Regions from separate parts of the Mus musculus genome. Here region 2 is linked to region 1. A link is a contact called in public Hi-C data. All regions are on one chromosome and are shown on one strand. Each heading gives the region's core, a stretch centred on a gene start, on an enhancer-like site or on the middle of the called end of the contact. The rest is flanking DNA. Distances are from core to core; before and after follow the strand shown. Region 1 overlaps Ankrd6 (ankyrin repeat domain 6). Region 2 holds the start of Ankrd6 (ankyrin repeat domain 6).

Evidence for each region. Hi-C and Micro-C count contacts between places; a contact is called where the count stands out from the background.
Region 2: a Hi-C map of nephron progenitors shows a contact between it and region 1, with 2.1 times the contacts expected there. The contact joins the promoter of Ankrd6 here to the enhancer-like site in region 1. A contact is called at or near these places in 1 of 39 promoter capture datasets (macrophages), 8 of 484 Hi-C or Micro-C datasets (the N1E-115 cell line, cortical neurons, embryonic stem cells and 3 more), 5 of 115 datasets of contacts at active chromatin or transcription factors (embryonic fibroblasts, embryonic midbrain and embryonic stem cells) and 3 of 9 other capture datasets (adipose tissue, liver and pancreatic islet).

Annotation. Positions count from the first base shown.
Region 1 is chr4:32,914,347-32,920,372 of GRCm38.p6, forward strand. The region is part of intron 1 of Ankrd6 (ankyrin repeat domain 6); the gene reads right to left. Among named protein-coding and RNA genes, the nearest start is that of Ankrd6, 33 kb to the right of the region's middle. Within about 2 kb of position 2,540, at least 82 of the 459 cell types and tissues checked have an H3K27ac peak or open chromatin away from gene starts, as enhancers often do. A contact at or near this core is called in nephron progenitors, where this site is marked.
Region 2 is chr4:32,948,083-32,954,108 of GRCm38.p6, forward strand. Ankrd6 (ankyrin repeat domain 6) reads right to left here and starts at 2,744. Exons shown (of 16, transcript NM_001012451.1): 1 at 2,665-2,744.

The DNA.
Region 1 (6,026 bases), core at 1,290-3,789:
TGGCAGAGTCATAATAGCAGGCCTTCTAAATTAGAAGTAATTTTTTGGTTTGGTTTTTAAACACTCTAATGATCACTGAAGGCAAATTTTCCAGCTAATAAGAGGGGTGGGGGGGTGGGGGGAAGAAACCCACCTAAAATCTCTTTTATATCAAAAGGAATGTAGGACCTTGAAAACTCATCCGAGGCAGGGAGTATAACGGGAGAGAGGCAGTACATCCTAAATTCTCCATATGTGAACACTTGACCAAACGATAAACCCCAGCCTCTGCTGGGACAAACGTCTTATCTGCATGCATCATAAACTTTCCAAAACTGAAACTTAGTACACATTTGTTTGCTGTCACTTGGACAAACGATAGGATTTCAAACTCCCCAGGGCAAGTTCCAGAAAGAGGAAGGGAAAGACACATGCCACCCATCCTGTCACACCGTGGTTGGCTCTGGCTACACAGTAACATCAGCCAGTGTCCTGCCGACTGGCTGTCCACAGGGCCCAGCTCTGATTCTCTTTAGCTCCTCACAGCCCTGAATAAGCTCAGCAGGCTATCGTACAGATGACTCCACAAGTCCTGCAGAAGGTACCGTCATTCATTCAGATAACATCACAAATGAAACTGCTTAGTACAGACAGGTGGGTAGACAGAAGGGAGGGAGGGAAAGAGTGGAGAGGGAAGGGAGGAGGCACTTAAGGGTTGTCAATCCCTCTCTTTAGTGTTCCTAAGGCTAGAGAAATGCAACTCTACCCTTTTCATTTTATACCTGAGAAAGGGGCTTTGTAAGATGTCTAAAAGGCCTAGGTGGCCACTGCTGTCTCCTGACATCCTCCCATCCTTACTGAGGGCCTGGAAATACACACAAGCACACACACTGGACCAGAGTTGGTGCCAGTTCTAACCCCAGCTCCATAACTGCTAGAACACGGTGACTTATGACACTCTGTAGCTCCGGGAGCTTTAGCACCCTCTCCCAGCCTCTGTGGTCACCAGGCAAGCACACGGTGTACAAACATACATGCAGGCAAAACACCCAAACATATAAAGTCAAACAAAAATTTTAAAATGAAGGAAAAGAGATGGGGGATGTGCCACAGGAGTGTGGGAACACGGACACAGAGGTACCAACAGAGGCAGAGACTAGAGTGACGTGGCCTCAAGCCAACAAACATGTGTGGCTACTACAAACTGAAGAGGTGAGGGCCAGAACTCCCCCACCCCCTTCTGGTGTGTCTGAAGACAGCTACAGTGTACTCATATAAATAAAATAAATAAATAAGAAACACAACCCAGTTAGGTTCCACAGTACACTCATCCCAGCTCACTACAGAACACAGATGGTCTTCTTCCTCCACAGGGGAGAATTCTCTAGAATCTGAACGTGTGAATCTCTGAAAGAGGCATGTGCTGGTACCTCGTTGAGGAGTATGCATTACTCCCCGGGGTTTAAAGGTCTTCCCTTCGATTCACAGGAATGACTAAACATAGCAACCTTCCAAAGAAATGAGCAGGAAAAGCCAACAGGAAGTACACATCGCAGAATTGTATTCAGTGAATAATGACAGTGTCCCTGCAGGGAAGATCTCTTCAGGGACCAATATCAGGACACATTTATACCGTCTCTGTATACACAAAAGACTTCAGCCATGTGGGAAATTAAAAAAAAAAAAAAGGTATGTGTTCTTTACTTGGTGATCTGATGCTCAGAGCCGTTACCTAAGAGGCAGGAACAATGGACTGTCACGTGATCCTTTATAAACAAGCTGTTAGTCACACCAGCACCAAGGCACGGCGTCATGCATGACAGCTCTGTGGAGGCCGCGCTCCTGCTACTCCCTCACACACTCTGTGCACAGGCTACATAGCTCAGCCACCCCTCCCTACCAGCGCTGTGTCTCCAGGGCCATGCCTTCACTCCAGAGATGCCCCCTGTAAGGAATTATTCTGGCTTCCTTCAGTGGTGGACTGTAATGTGGAATGAATGTAAGCCAGACAAACCCTTTCCTCCCCAACTTGCTTTTTGGTCATGGTGTTTTATCTCAGCAAGAGAAACCCTGAGACAAGTTGGTACCGGCATAGTGGGAGTGGGGTATTGCTGTGACAGACCTGGCCATGTTTTGGGGAGGCTTGTGGGAGGACACTGGAACTTGGGGCTAGAGAACCACTGGGTGTTGAGAGCTCGGTGAGCTGCTGTAGGAGCCTGGAAGCTAAGAATGCTGAGAGAGAGCAGTGAGGGCGGAGGCCTGGCTTGAAGAAGTGTCAGAGGGAAGCAAAGATTTCTGTGTGAAGTTCTGGCTAGCTGAAGAATCAGCTATGGTTAACAAGATACCAGAACTGCTAAAGTTAAACCTTTGCTTTGCTGGGATACTCAATGCTGGTCCACTAGAGCTGAGAAATTATTGGTGATTAAGAGGAGAGCAGCATCACTGAGGTGACATCTTCTGAGAAGTGTTTCTTCAGAGGCAGCACACAGAAGCTGTGTACCAGAGGCAGCCAAGGTTGTATGCACCTCACACTCACAGCCAAACCTGATAGTGTGAGCCTCACCCAGGTGGAACTGGTTTTGAAGGAATGAGAGGGTCATGGAGAGCAGCTGATACTTGGCACTGTGAGAGGCCAGGAGAGGCCACTGGGGAAGGTCGAAGGTCCAGGATTAAAGGAGTCATTCAGAGAAGTTGAGGCTTGGTACTATGAGAGGCTATTGGTGAAAGTGCAGGCCAACTGCGGAAAACCCCAGCATTTTGGAGATGCCAGTGCTATGGGATAACTATGAGAGAACAGCAGCAGTGGTGGAGTGGAGCCTGCCTGAGCTGAGAAGATGAGCTGTGTGTGCTGCAGAGGGTGGAGCCAGATAAGCGACCCAAGCCCCTTGGGAGGAGCCCAGACACTGGACAGTCCATTAGCTACACTGCTGGGTATAACGTCTTGTTGTTTGACTTTGTTCAGATTGTGACCGTGCCCTAGTTCTTCCAACTTGAAGTAAGAAATTTATTTTTGATTTTACAGTTACGAGACTTTTAACTTTTAAAAAAAAATTGGGGTGAGGGTTTACAGAGAATTTGGATTTTAAAAGAGTGTATATTTTTATAAAGACAACTTGTAAAAAGCATTTGAATTTGGAAGGCTGTGGGACTTTTTAAGTTCGTAAACCATAGTCACCCGAAAGGAGAGCGTCTCAATGGGGGAAGGCAAGAACAGGTTCCTGCTGGTTGTCTGACGTGCAGCAAAGCACAGAAATGAAAGCAAATACATGAAAATGTAATTTTAAAAAAATTAAAGATATTTGGGGCCAACTGTGCTAAGTTCCATCACCCTCCCGTGTGCATGCCCTCCCTGCCCATGGAGGACCGGGCTGTATAGATTTCCAAGGTTCTGCATGAGAAATTAGCCCAAATTCAGTGGCTTACATCAACAGAAATTTCTTCTCTCCCATTCTGGAGTGCAGAACTCTGAAAGCAAGATGTCAGCAGGCCCTGCTCCCACTCCATGCTAAGAGTACCCCAGCACTCTTCAACCTGCAGGGCCAGCATTCCTAGCCACATGGCTTCCACTTCTACAACATGTGTCAAAGCCCCCACCCCCACCACCGCCTCTTTTTAGAGGACACTTTTCATGGGATTTAGTGTTCACACAATCCAGACCACATCCTCATTCCATGATCCTTACCTGAATAACATATACAAAGTCCCTTCCCACAGATGAAGGAGCGAGGCTTGTTGGTTAGACACAGACATCTGTGGAGAACAGCAGGCAAATGAAATCTGTCCCAAGAAGCCCACCTGGCCTTGTGTTCTGAACTCCAGCAGCTGGCTTCTGTCTGCTCACAGGCACAATATGCACTGCAAGGCTGAGCTCCTTGTACCTTCTTAGGGTCTGATCTCTAGGCTGCCACCTCCCCCTCGAGCCAGCACTCTGTGTCACAATGGTCTTTGGTGCCCGTCTTCCCCACTGTCACCTGAGCACGGCAAAAGCAAGATCTGCTCTTATCCATCTGTACACCCAGCCTGAACACACACATATAGATAATAAGGGGCGCAATGTCAGATGTTTGTCGGATAAAATGCGGATTGATCTGTAGCACGCACAGGAACCATACGGCATATTCTGCTGACAGAGAACACTCTGGAAGACCACATACCAGGGAGATGCAAAATAACAAACTCCTGAGGGTAACATTTTAGGCACAGGTGATGCAGTAAGCAGTCTAACTTAAACCTCTCTGGGTCCTTCAGGACTCACAGAGTGGGAAAGTCAGACAGACACTCACTGTCTATAGCAGTATCAATCATAAGCAAATGGCTTCCTGAATGGCACTCCCTTCTGCTCCGTGGAGAGCAAAGACAAAGGCTTTATTCAGGGGCATTCAGACTGAATTACCATCTTCACTTAAACCCTCCTCTTAGACAGAGCTGTCAGCTGCAGCAGCCAGCCCAGAGAAGGACTAATGTTCTACAGCAAAGTTGTTCGAATACCCAGACAGCTAACCCAAGGGGCTTAGCGCTGTTTCAGCACTGTTCAGCTCCAAAGCACTCAAACCTCTCTAGAGGTGTGCGCTGAGCATGTACAGTCTGCTCTGGACCCAGCACGGGGGAGAAGGCAATATGCCCCATGGTGAAAGGGAAGGGCTACAGGTCCCCGGCAGGCCTATCAGCCAACCCACCGTCGCAAGTAGAGTAGGCGCCATCCAAGCTGTGGGTAGTGGATCACTTGTAAGCCATTGAAATAAGCTAATAGGTAACACACAGCATTTTCAAGAATGGAATGGTGAAACAGAACACACCAGCATTGCTCTGCACACTGGAAAACATCCGTTTACTTTGTGTCAACACATGTATATATATAATGCTCCCACTGTGTAAAAGCTATTTCTCACAGTGGATCATGGGCAACTTGGAAAGCCAGTGTTCTTGAGAAAACTCAAGTATTCAATTCAAACATAATAAGAAGATAGCAGCCGGGTGTGGTGGCGCACACCTTTAATCCCAGCACTTGGGAGGCAGAGGCAAGCAGATTTCTGAGTTCAAGGTCAGCCTGGTCTATAAAGTGAGTTCCAGGACAGCCAGGGCTACACAGAGAAACCCTGTCTTGGAAAAAAAAAAAAAAAAGAATATAGCAACTATTTTTTTTCATTGCAGAATGTCAGTGATTATCCAAAGTACCTTGGACAGTGCCTGAAAACCATGCCAGTCTCTCCAAATGTGTTGTGTCTCTGGAGCCCTGTTTTGTATTTTCAAAGACATGAAAACTGTTTTTGATGAGAACCCAACAGACTGCAGACTGGACATCTTCTGAATCATCTACCTGAGTCTCTCATGGATACTCATGGTTTGGGCTGGTTTTGGTTTGGTTTGGGTTGGTTTGGGTTGGGTTTGAATGTCCATGACTGTCAAAAGCAGATGGACAGGCCGTCCACCAAGAACAAAACATAAGATGGCCTCTTGTGCCATCACTGCACTAGACACGGCTGAAGGTCACACTGGGTCACACATGGGGTGCAGACTGTTCTCAGCCAATAGTATCCTGGGTGAGAATTGCTGCACAGCAAGCAGCATAAGGCCTCTTGTGGACCCTGCCTGTGTGCACCGACCCGAGCAAATTCACCCCAGCAAATGTAAAAGTGAATGTAAAAAAGGGTTATTTTCACACCTCACAAAACAAAGGGGCCAGCTTCCATTTTACTATTTATTTAATTTCACACCATTTTCCTGTCACATGTTACTGAAGAATTTTTTTTTCCTTTCATATGTCTAGAAATTAAACTGAGCCAGGCAGGTGGCACACACCTTTAATCCCAGCACTTGGGAGGCAGAGACAGAGGTAGAAGGACCCCTGTGAGTTTGAGGCCAGTCTGGACTACATAGTTTCAGGATAGCCAAGGCTACATAGCTATATACCTTGTATGAAGAGAGAGAGAGAGGGGGAGAGGGAGAGGGAGAGGGAGAGAGAGAGAGCGAGAGAGCAGATAGACAGACAGACAGACGGACAGACAGACAGACAGACAGAGACACAGACAGAAGTTAAACTGGGTTGG
Region 2 (6,026 bases), core at 1,494-3,993, 34 kb after region 1:
ACACACACACGGTGCACAGATTTACACAAAGGCAAAACACCCCCCCAAAAAAATCAAATATTATTTTATTTAAAATAAAAATCTCAAAAAATTTTTTTAATTAAATAAATAGAACTTTTACACACATCACTTTTTCAAGTGGAAGCTAAATACCTACCTAGTTGTTTTCACCTACCCACTCCTACCTACACCTAAGAATACCAGGACAAGCTAGCTCCCTTACACAGCAAAGACCCCAGGGCCTCTCCAGGAGGCTTTCCTTCAGGTGAGACTTCAGAGCTTGCTGTTCAACCGTCACTGAAGGGACTCTGACAGAGGCAGGAGGATCTCTGTGTGTTGGGTACACACAGACACCCTGTCTCATGGAAAAGAAAAGAAAAAAGGAACCACTGAAGGAGAGCTGTGTTTATCCTGAAGAAATAACAGTGACAGACAGAACACACTAAGGAACAAAGAGTTGTGGGGTAAAGCCATTGGGAAAGAACACTCGGCGTTTCACCCTTCAGAGCCCTAACAATGTTCTCTTGAGAGCTGTATTTAAAAAAAAAAAACAAAACCTTTTCCCTGAGACACAGGGTCACAAATTACTGTTTTCCAAATTCTTAGGGACTCAAGCAAGCTTTTAAAATTAAAGCCTCTAAGTGAGGGGAAGACACAGTTCTCTACACAGACTGAACACGCCCGAGTCCACCACAGGGAAACCACGGTCTCCCGCTCAAACTGTAAGCTTTCCCTGGCTTCCGCTTTCCTCTTGATATCCTGCTTTTAACTCGAGAATGCTCTAAATTGTTGTGGAAATGTGAAGCAAAGGGGGAATTAAGACGACACGCAGAGCAGTGATTTGATAGGGGTGGGGATGGTAACTGAAGGGTTCCTCGGCTGGGTAATGGGGTACTTGTGCCTGCTAGCTATTCTTGTATTCCATCTCTCTGAGCAAGAGTTCACAGAAGGCACCAGAATCTGTCTGGGTGGAGCAGAGGACTTTGGGAATTAGCTGTGTGCCACGTTGCTAAGCTGAGTTATAGCACAAGCTATTGGGCTTTCATATGGAAGATATCGGCTTTGGAAACACGGATGGGCTAAGGAGAATGCGAAGGTTAACATTTGGTCCTAGCTACCAAGGTCAAACAAGGAGTTAACAAACAAGGCTGGGTGTTTTGTTTTGAGGGCAGAATTTTGCTGTGTATCCCAGGCTAGCCTCAAACTAATGACCCTGCCTCAGCCTCCAGAGGGCTGGAATTACAGGCATGGACCCCCAGCCTGGCATTTTTATAATTTATTTATTCTAGCTGATGTGCATTGGTGTTTTGCATGCATGGCTGTGTGAGGGTGTTGGGTTCACTAGAACTGGAGTTGCAGATATTTGTGAAGTTGTGGGCTGCCACGTGGGTGCTGAGAACTGGCCCTGGGTCCCCTGGAAGAGATGCCAATGCTCTTAACTGCTGAGCCATCTCTCCAGCCCCTTGGGCTAGCATTTTTATTGTGATGGTTTTGATTTTAAAAATCAGCTTTGGTTAGACTTCTCAACAATTTATAACTAACTGTTGTCTGGTGTCCAATTTTCCCTCATTTTTTTTCTCAGACTGCTCCTTCCCTCAAGCTGAGAGGGCAGAAACCCCTCCTAATTGTAATATGAATTCCTAGTTTATTTATGTTGTGTGTGTGTGTATGAACCTCAGCCCATGAAGAGGTCAGAGGACACCACGACTGGTGAGAGAGTCAGTTCCACCTTGTCACACCTTCTGCGAATCAAACTCCAATTGTCTGGTGGCAAGAGTCTGCCAGATGAGCCATCCTCTGGCCATTGTATTCTCAGGATAAAACAAAACAAAACTTACTCACCATATGCTAAGTATACAATCAGGGTAACAAAGGAAGTTAATTATCCCAACTACTCACGTAACAGATATTTTAAAGATGAGAAACCGTTAGTCAGTATCAATCTGAACACTTGGGACAACCTCGCACCTGGGTGTGATTGGTCACTGTCCAAGTTCTTTCCATTACATTCAATCAGTATCAATTTAATACACATGGCTACCACCAGCCAAGAGCCTCGCCTCACAGGAACGATGCCCGCCATAAAGCCTGATGTCAACTTCAAGGTTATGTATGATGCTTTCAGTTCACAGCTCTAACTATTAAGGCTTGAAGACGTGGGTTTTCCAGTCGCACACCTAACTGGTGGTTTCACAACTCAGTCTCATGCCATCAAAGTGGTAAACACACACACACACCTTACCACCACGTGAATTCTCTCAATGCACTTCGGGGGAAACGTTCTTGGCCAGCTTCACAAAGTACAACTCCTTTTGGATCAGCCATAATGATCCCCCTTCTCTCCAGCTCCCCAAATCTACAGGAAGCGATACATTTCAATGCCCTAGGCAAGTAAGAGAATCCTGAGCCCGAAAGGCGGCGCACAAGGCCCTAAGGCCCCGCGGGACCAGCCGTGCTCCAAACGACCGTGGGAACTGCCCTTGCCCTGGGCTGCGGAAGAGTTTGCAGGGCAAGCACTTCCCCACACGCGCGACGTCGAGAGCGCCCGGAGCCAGACGGCCACTAAGGAGCGCGCCCCTGCCAGCGACGCCCCCTCCCAGTGTCCCCATGAGCGCTCCTGGAGGATTACTAGCACTCGCAGGAGCCGGCGACTATGCCCAGTACCTTTCGCTCCCGCGCCGGCCGGCCGCTCCGCACGGAGCTCGCGGGCCGCTGCGCTCCTTGCCCGCAGCCGCTCGCCCCACGCTCCACCGCGCGTGGCCTGGATGCCTGAGGGCCCCGCCGGCCCCGCCCCATACTCCACGCCACGCCCCTCGGGCCACGCCCCACCCGGCTGTCCGCAGGGCTACAGCGCCCCGCAGCGGCCGCTGGTCATTGCACACGATCCTCCCGAACCGCACATCCCGGAGGTGCGGGGTGGCTCCCACTGGGACCCACGAGCAGCGGGAGGACACCCGCGCTGAGGGCTGTTTCCTCAGCGGCATCGGGCACCAGGCGCACCAATTGGATGGACTGAGCGGAGAACCCTCCAGCCCTCCACCTGTGGCCGGCTTTCTGGAGCCGATGGAAACCGAGGAAGCTGCTGCAAAGAGAGGGTCGGGCATCCTCTCTCCCGCTGCTGCCTGGTGAAGGACCAGCAGGGACATCAGTCCTCACCCGCGGGTTCCAAGTACGCCTTACATACTGTTGTCTTGACTGTTTTTGTCTCTCACTGCCACAGCTACTTTTTCAGTACCTAAAAGAGCTCCCCGGGCAGCATAAACTAGGGGGTTACACTCCAACAAATGTCTGCAACATCTGGCCTATGTGAGCCTGCCTCAAGAAGAAAAGAAAAAGAACAACTTACTGAGCGATTTAGGAGTGTGGTAAGCCTGGAGCCTAATGTAAACAAAAGGTTACTTCAAAGAATGTGTTTATTTCAAATTCATAGCAGTCCCAATGACCAGGCTCAGATAATCAATGCTATTTCCAGCCTTATATGAATGCCATTCTACTCAAGAAAAATCTCATGGGGTTGGCTGCTCAGGACTTAGTGGGTAAAGTGCGCTCTGATGAAGCATGAGAACCCAAATTCAAATCCCTCAGCACCGATATACATATAAATGCAAGCAAGAAAGTTAACACACATACATGCACACATGCAGGCATGCATGCGCGCGCATGTGCATGCTCTCTCTCTCTCTCTCACGCACGCGCACACGCACACGCGCACACGCACACACACACACACACGATCTGATGACAAATGAGTGATGGAACCTTTTGCTCACAGAGGTGGAGAGGTCAGCAGGTAGAACGGTGAACATGACGCTTCGATCTTACCTGAGGCTGGTGATAAATTTACGGTGAAGCGATTTTTTTTTTTCACACCCTCTCTGGAATATAGCTGGGTTTCAAGGAGAGAACCTCCTTTTCCTTAGAGTATCTGTTTCCTTTTGCCTCCTGAAAGCTTCAAACAGGAGACACTCCAAAACCCCCTCCCCGCCCACCCTAGAAGAGAGTTAAGCACTTGATCCTCCGAAACTATTTGGGAATGCTCCCCCACTCTGCGCCCCCTACCACCCTCGCCGCCACCACCACCACCACCCACCACCCACCCCCAACCCCCGTCCGCCGTTCCCTCCCAGTCTCAGCAGCTGTTTTATTTAGCAAAGTGTGAAAACTCTTCTGGGAGAAATTTGTTTTCAATCTTGTCACTCCCAACCTGAAACTGTTAGGAGAGGCGCCTGTCCTGTCCCTACCCACTAAGAGCTCCAGGTTGCTCTGCGAGCAGGTCTCAACTAAACTCCAGAGCTCCCGACGTAAAGTATGTAAACGTGACATTTCAAAGTAATTATTTCTCTTTTATCCACAGTGAGAAATCCTCTCCCCTCCCTAAGGATTGACACGCAGTTAACAGTTGAGTGGGGGGAGGGGTTCTTCAGTGTTGTAACTCTCATGAAGGAACCATGATTCCTCCTGTAAACAGTCTCAGTGAAATTCATTGGATGGGTCGTTAAAATTTGAAAAATAAAAAGGAAAGAAATGAAAGAGGAGAAGGGGCTGGGTGAAAAATGGAGCAGCTCAGTGGAAGCAAATTGGACGAGAAAAAAACAAAAAACAAACAAAAGATCCAAAAACAACAACAACAACAACCTCCGCAAAACCACACACACAAAAAAAAATCCCGCCATCCTGCAAGATCCGTGAGTTCCCCTGGGAGCTGACTAGTCTGCATTTGTACCCAGACTTTGATTAATGGGAATTCCAGGCAGTGCCTGGGCTGTCGTGGAGATCTTATCTCCAAGGAGCCACAGTTTAGATGAACCAATGAAAAGAAACTCCTAAATCTCCCTGGATTTGAGGAAGGTCCCCAGCCCGCAGCTCCATTCTTGCTCCTTTGGAAGGAACAGCTGGCAGCCAGGCTTCTCTAACTGCCCTCCCACCCACCTTAGTTACTTTCCTATTGCTGTGATAAGACACCGTGACCAAGGAAACGTATAAAAGAAGATGTGGGTTGGAGAGATGATGGCTCAGCAGTTAAGAGCACTGACTGCACTTCCAGAGGTCCTGACTTCAATTCCCAGCAACCACATGGTGGCTCACAACCATCTGTAATAGGCATCTGATGCCACCTTCTGGTGTGTCTGAAGACAATGATAGTATGCCCGCATACATGAAATAAATAAATAAGTAAATCTTTAAAAAAAAAAGAAAGAAAGAAAGAAAAGAAAGAAAGAGAAAAGAAAATATTTGGTTAAGACTTTGGTTACAGAGTGTCCTTCAGGGAACATGGCCGCAGGCAGGCATGGTGTTACATCAGTAGCTGACACTCATCAGACAGAGAGATCTAGCTGGAAATGGTGTGCACTTTTGAAACCTCAAAGCTCACTCCCAATGACACCTCCTCAAACAAGGCCACATCTCCTAATTCTTCCCAAACAGTTCCACCAACCGAGGACCAAGTATTCAAATATGAGCTGGGGGTGGGGGTGGGGGCATTCCCATTCAAATTGCTGCACGTGAATGAGAAAGACATCTACTTAGTGAATGACAAGGGTCATTGCTCAGTGATCATATGGCCTGCTCTTCTTTCCACCAACCTTTCTTTAACAAGTTGACTGCACTTGTTATTTTCACGTTAGTTATTCAGCCTTCAGCAATGTTTTGGTCTCTATGTTTGTTACCATACAAACCGGCTTTTGCTTTTGTAGGAAGCCTTCCATGGGTCCCTCTATAATCATGTTCTTCTAGTGTCCACCCTGAACTTTATACTCTCTTATTAACACTATATGGTTCTTTTTGACCTTTTCGACAAATGAATACTTTGTTGCTGCCTATACAACTTTTTTCCTTTTTTTTTTTTCCTTTTGAGACAGGGGTTGAGTAGCCCAGGCTAGTCAAGGATGACTTTGAATGTCTGGTAGCACCCCCTGCTTTCTACTCCTCAAGTGCTGGAATTGCATGCGTGCATCACCGCATGCATCCTGTTTTATGCAGTGCTGGGGATTAACCTCGGACTTAGACCATGCTCAGCAAGCTCTCGG